2 separate regions of the Mus musculus genome follow, and region 2 is linked to region 1. A link is a contact called in public HiChIP or PLAC-seq data. All regions are on one chromosome and are shown on one strand. The core of a region is the stretch at or near the end of the contact, and the rest is flanking DNA. Distances in the headings are between cores, read along the strand shown.

The links. HiChIP or PLAC-seq counts read pairs in DNA pulled down with a chosen protein or histone mark.
Region 2: an H3K4me3 HiChIP or PLAC-seq map of embryonic stem cells shows a contact between it and region 1, with 12 read pairs. The contact joins two enhancer-like sites. A contact is called at or near these places in 12 of 39 promoter capture datasets (the 3T3-L1 cell line, 3T3-L1-derived adipocytes, the HPC-7 cell line and 8 more), 2 of 484 Hi-C or Micro-C datasets (bone marrow-derived macrophages and pre-B cells), 6 of 115 datasets of contacts at active chromatin or transcription factors (SST interneurons, embryonic basal ganglia, embryonic forebrain and 3 more) and 2 of 9 other capture datasets (embryonic stem cells and liver).

Annotation. Positions count from the first base shown.
Region 1 is chr15:84,085,110-84,088,278 of GRCm38.p6, reverse strand. Sult4a1 (sulfotransferase family 4A, member 1) reads left to right here. Exons shown (of 7, transcript NM_013873.3): 5 at 1,585-1,679. Among named protein-coding and RNA genes, the nearest start is that of Gm46526, 18 kb to the left of the region's middle. Within about 2 kb of position 1,743, at least 13 of the 459 cell types and tissues checked have an H3K27ac peak or open chromatin away from gene starts, as enhancers often do. A contact at or near this core is called in embryonic stem cells, where this site is marked.
Region 2 is chr15:84,652,652-84,655,820 of GRCm38.p6, reverse strand. No RefSeq gene overlaps it. Among named protein-coding and RNA genes, the nearest start is that of Prr5, 27 kb to the left of the region's middle. Within about 2 kb of position 1,435, at least 223 of the 459 cell types and tissues checked have an H3K27ac peak or open chromatin away from gene starts, as enhancers often do. A contact at or near this core is called in embryonic stem cells, where this site is marked.

The DNA.
Region 1 (3,169 bases), core at 494-2,993:
ATGTCCAGGTGAAGTGACATGCCTGTGGGAGCTTTGGGCAGGGCCAGTGGTATAATATGTGCACGCTCTGGGCAGTCTTCCTATGGCAGAAGCCCATGGTGGGCAGTCTGTGGACAGGGTCGCTTCACAGATGTTGTGTTGGCAGTGGTCTGTGGACAGACACTGACCTGTGCTGCATGGGAAGTATTTCAGAGGTGGCCTCTTCCTTAGGTGGGGTCTGTGTTGAGTTATAACATCCTGCAGGCCTTGGGTAAGTGGCTTCATGGTCTTAACATAGTGAGGTATGGAGAGAAGCAGAGGGTGGGACAGAGATCCTTCTCTGGAGACTCAGGTCCCATTAGCATGTGTGTATCTCCTTCCTCCGTGGCCCCAAGTACAGAGGCAGTGGGGTGTTCCTGGTCTCCCTGGTAGCAGTCAGCATGCTTTGCTTGGTTCATGGTCCTGGTTGGCCTTTCTTGTGAAGCGTCATGTCACCAATGGGGTCCAGGCTGTCTGGAAGTCCTGTGCCTTCTCTGGGAGTGGGGAGAGCTTTCCCCTGTCTTTTTTAGGCTGCTTGCCTTCCTCCTGCCTCAGGACCTCATCTGCTGGGACTGAGCTGCACAGATCCAGACCAGAGTCCAGGCTTCCACGGCAGTTGTCCCCTTGTGACCTGGCCTGCCACTGTCCTTTCCTGAGACTCAGCTCTGTAAAATGAATAGATTTGCCAAGATGGGTTTGCAGGGGTCAAACAGGTGTGTCTGAGTGGGGTGTGCTAGGTTGTGTCTGACTGGGTTATACCTGTGCAGGTCCACGGTGCCCTAGTACACCTCTACCAGGGAGCTTGCGGGTGGCCCTGAGGATGGAGCCCCATCCATGCCTCTGTATCTTCTTACTCCTGAGAAGGGTTCGGGTACCACTTCTTTATAGTATCTCATGGAGCCCCCTCCCCCCCATTTGCCATCCCCCACGGCAGCATGGCACGAAGTCCATCACAGGGCTGCACAGTTCAGCCAAAAAGATGGGAGCACAGCGGAACTTGTCACTAGGAAGGCTGTGACATAGCTTGCAGACTGGACCGAGTCCTCTTATACTTGCCACATGCCTAGCCCAGACCTGAGGTGCCGTGGCGAGGTGAGGCCATGCTGTGGCACATATTGTCTGTGTGACAGCCAGGGTTCCCACCTCTCTTTAATCGCAGGTTTCTCTGACAGTATCTGGGGTCATTCAGAAGTCATGGGGCGGGGCCTTGTTCTGGAACTCTCTCAGAGCTTCACACCCCCAGCCTACTCCACCTGCCTCTTTTGTTCTGATTCCTCTGAGCATTGTTTTCTCTCGTTGGCACTAGCGTATGCACTGTGTCCTCTTATCTTCAGAGCGCCTCCTGCTGTGTCAGGTCTTCAGGGCATCCTGAAGTACATAGGCTGGGTAGGGGTGAAGAGCGTTGACAAGAGCAGGAGGGGTGAGGGCCTTTAATGGTTTCTTCCTTCCGGGAGACCCCCGTAGTTTCCTTCCCAGCAGCTGGGCAGGAGCTGGGCATCCTGTGGGAGGGGCAAGAACACCTACACAGTTCCCTTCCCAGCTGTGCCCTTTTGTCTGTTTCCACAGTGGGCTACGGCTCCTGGTTTGAGCATGTTCAGGAATTCTGGGAACATCGAATGGATGCCAACGTGCTTTTCCTTAAGTATGAAGACATGCACCGGGTGAGTAGTTGGGGGTAGGTTACTGAGTCGTCCTTGCCGAGAGGCGCTGTCCATGGCCTGGAGCTGTCCGTGGTGCCAGCACCAAGTGGAGGCAACGGAGGGATCTGCACAATTCCTTCCGTGCCCAGAGATGCTTGTGGTCTTACGTCCCTAATCCAGCTCATGGCCCCTGTTGGGCATCTTTTGAGACAGGCTGGTGTCCAGTGATGTCATGGAAAAGCCCGTTTCTTGGCTTTACTGCCTTAGCGACAGGTGCAGGACCTTGGCCGTTCTCATTTGTTGTCTCAAAACCATCACCTTGGTGACTGTGAGGGCAGTATGCTGGGGTAGTTGAGTCCCTTTGCCTTCTGCGTCAGCTTTTGGGATGCTTGTGACCTTGTGTGTTAGCCTGTGGTGTCCCCTCCCTGTTTCTTCTTGGTGCTCAGGGAAGGAGGTCATTATTGATTTGTGTGGATGTGACGCCCTACTCTGTGCAGGTCTGCTGGGTATGGCTGTGGGAGCACTGGGTGTGTGAGCATTTTGGGTGCCTTGATAGCTGCATATTTTCTCTCTCTCTCTCTCTCTCTCTCGCTCGCTCGCTCGCTCGCTCCCTCCCTCCCTCCCTCCCTCCCTCCCTCCCTCCCTCCCCCCCTCTTTCTCTCTCTCCACCCCCTCTCTGTTTTTGGAGGTGGAGTTTCTCTGTGTAGTCCTGGCTGTCATGAAACTAACTCTGTAGACTAATCTGGCCTCAAATTCAGAGATCCGCCTGCTTCCACCTCCTGAGAGCTGGGATTAAAGGTGTGTGCTACCATCTCCCAGTGGTTTCTCTCAGGCCAAGAGCAAACCTGGCCTTGACCTCGCTCCCTCTCAGCATCTTACCCTTATCTTCACTTCACTGCAGACCCTTCCCTTCCTGTCTCAGGCCCCTCGTTACCTGGCCCCACAACTCCCAAGCTGCTCTGTCATGGTCTGCAGTGATTCCCTACTTTGCTACAGCAGGTAATGGTTACTGGGTTCCTGTAACCCAGCCTTCTGATGACCCTTCCCTCCTCATTTGGCTGCCAAGATAACACCCTCATCTCCCATGGTCCCCTTCTCTCAGATTTATTTTATGAGTTTTTTGTTTTGTTTTGTTTTTGCCTGCATGTATGTATGTGTAGCGCGTGCATGCTGGTGCCCAAAGAGGTCAGAAGAAGGTATTGGATCTGGAGTTAGGAATGGTTGTAAGCCACTGTGTTTATGTTGGAAACCATACTTGGGTCCTCTGCAAGAGCACCAAGTGCTGTTAACTGCTGGGCTGCCTCTCCAGCCCCACGTCCGGCATCTCTTGCTGTTTTCCCATGTCCTGACTGCAGATGCTCGCATGCCACAGATGCTCACACAGCACAGGCCTCAGCCTAGGCCTTGTTTCTCATCGTTTCTTCTGTTCACTTCCTGTGGTGTCATTCCTTTGCCAGGTTTGGAGCTCTGCTGCCACTGTGCACACAGCTGGCTGTGGGCATCCCGAGACA
Region 2 (3,169 bases), core at 186-2,685, 570 kb before region 1:
AGCCAAATGTCATATTTCGAGCAACTCCTCAGAGGCCCAGGACTTCTGAAGGCTTCCACATTGCCCCCCGCACCCCCACGTCTACCCTTGAGCTTGTGACAATCTGTCAGGATAAAAACTATTCCGAACAGACTCATGAGCCCCTCCCCTTGGCTGTCAGACTATGGAGATAATGCACCCCACGATTCTGGGATATTGATATTCCCAGGGGTTTCACACTGGGAAAAGAACAAAGCTGACTCCTAGAGCTGACCCAAGGAGGAGCTTGCATCCTAGGAAGAGATTCTGCACGGTCCTCATAGTTTATCAGACCACCTTGCAGAAGAGACTAGACGCAGACAATGATGGTAGGCGGGGCCCCGCTTGGACCAGGACTGCCTGGCTATGCACACTTCTTCCCCTTTATGTCAGCCTAAATATCTTGTTAGGACACAGAAGATGGCCTTGAGTAGGAAGCAGTCCCTGGGCCTCTGCGTTCACCTTCCCAACATGGCTATGTTGAATAAACTTCCTATTTTCTCCTCTCTGCGTGTTGCTTGTCTTTAATTGGCTTGTCGAGGACAGTTTGCTGAGCTTGGCTTGTTGGGGGGGCTGCCAGGGCCCAGACCTTAACTTGAGTAACAAGCCCACAGGGAAGCCTTGCAGCTGGGAAGCTGGGGTTGGAATGCAGAAGGACTCCCAGTTGCTCGGAAGAGCTTGAAGGGCAGGGCTGAAGAGCAGGGTGAGCGAGGCCTAAACGCTAATTCTGCCAGTTGCTATGATCAAGGTTGTGATGTTGGAAGCCCATGCGGTGGTTCTCAACCTTCCTAGCGCCGTGGCCTTTCTATTTCGTTCTTCACATTGTGGTCATCCCCAACCTTAAGATTGCTTTGTTGATGCTTAACTTAAATTTTCATAACTGTAATGTTGCTACTGCTATGAACCGTAATGGAATATATCTGCTATGCAGGATATCTGCAATGCGACTTCCCCTCCCCCCATAGCCTGGGAACTGCTACCATAGGGGTTGGGTTGCTTCTGTCCGCTAGGGAGAGCTGAGGGAAAGTCTCCCTCAACAGCAGGCTCACAGATTTACAGTTCCTGGGAAAGTGTCATCCTGCAGTCCTCAGCTGCCCTGCCAGTGAGTGTCCACCCTGGGTCCCCACAGAAGAGCCTGAGAGGATGAGGAGATCAGGACCCTGGTTCCAGGATGGGCACCTTTCCTTCATCCCCATGGGAACAGCTCTGGCCGGCAACTCTTCCTCCCCCACCCCAAGACATAGAACTTGATGATAAAGAGTCTAAGCTCCCTCCTCCATGCACACTCAGAAAGCCCGGCAGGCAGCTGCCCCATCCCCCGCCCCGCCCCGCCTCCCCCCACTCATCCACATCCTGTGTCCCAGGGTGGGATTAGTGACGAAGGCTGTGGTCTGGCATCCTGCCAGCAATCTGTCCTTCCGCGGCTGCTCTCAGGTTTCCATGTAGAGTCAGCACAGGCGCAGTTGGCCTGAGATGGCTGGCTTCTTGGAGAGCCTGCAGCCAGCCTGCCGTCAGCATCCCAGACCTTTCAACGGGTCCGTTCGGTGCTTTATCCACAGAGCCAGGGCTCTGTAGAACGCTTCTAGGTTTCCTACGCGAGCAACATACAGGCTGTTTAGCGCTTCCGGATCAAGGGGGGAATGGGGAGAGCCGAGATCCATGTCTTATGCCGGGCTGCTGGAGAAAGCTTCCGATTTACTGTGACGTTAGTCTATACGTTCTTGGAATTTCTTTACCGGTTGGTGGGGTATCCCTTTTTTTTTTTTAATTTGTTTGAGGATTATTCGTTTTTGCATCTATTGAAGACATTTGTCCTTAAAATTTTTTTTTTTTTTTTTAATTCTGGGGCTGGGGCTGTAGCTCCGTTGGTAGAATACTCGTCTAGCACACACAAAGCCCCAAGTTCCACCCACAGCATGGCATAAAACCAGGTAGGGTCCCAGCACCGACCAGGAGTTCAAAGTCCTTCTTGGTTATAGAGCAGAGTCAAAGCTATCTTGGGTTGCTTGAGATCCTCACAAAGTTATAGATTCTGTGTGATGGCTTAGATGGTTATATATCCATAACCCTAGAATTCTTTCTTTCCTTTTTCAAGACAGGGGTTTTCTATGTAGCCCTGACTGTCCTGGAACTCACTCTGTAGACCAGGCTAGCCTTGAACTCTATCTGCCTGTCCAGGACAGCCAAGGTTACAAGAGAAACCCTGTCTTGGAAAAACCAGAGGGCGGGGGTACTCTATTTTGATTTCTTGGGATAGGGTCACATGTAGTTCAGGTTGACTTTGATTTCCAGATAGCACCCCCACACCCCGCCTCTTCTTTATCTATTTTATTGCAGAGCCTATAATGCCTACTTGATGGTCAGGGTTTAGCTGAGCCAAGTTGAGCCAGATAAAGACTTTCATTAGCCTGGGCTCTCCTCTGAGCGGAGCCTCATGTCCTCAGTCAGCCCTCCCCAGCCCTGGCACAGAAGGGCTGAGCTGGCTGTGTGGCTGAGGAGGTCGCTACACTGGATTCTTCACCTTTCGACTGAGCGGATTCCTGGAATCTAAGAGCATGAAAACTCATAACCCTGCGGGACTCCCAGCTCTGTTTCTGAATTCTAGGCCCCATCTTACCCTCTGCCACTGCACTGCTTAAAACCCGGGGATGGGGAAGGAGATGCCCCACAAGGGAACCCCCAGACCTCCGTCTACCTGACAGCCTGTGTGTCTTCACACCCGGTTAGCTCTTCATCCAAAGCCTTCGTTTTGTCTCCTACATGGGATGAGCCTTGCTCAGATCTGGAGTTTCTGGGCTTTGCTTGATTTTCTTTGGACCTCCATCCTTGTACCCTTTCTTACACTGGCCTTTCTTAGTGGCCCCAGAGAAATGTGGCATTTAAAGTTTGTTTGTTTGTTTGTTTGTTTTTTGAGACAGGATTTTACTAGGGTAAGCTTGACTGACCTAGAACTCATTAGATAGATCAGGCTGGCCACAAACACATAGGGATCTGTCTGTTTCTTTTCTTTTTTTTTAGATTTATTTTATTTATATGAGCACTTTGTAGCTGTCTCTAGACACACCAGAAGAGGGCATCGGATCCCATTACAGATGGTTGTGAGCCACCATATGGTTGCTGGGAATTGAACTCAGGACCTCTAGAAGAACAG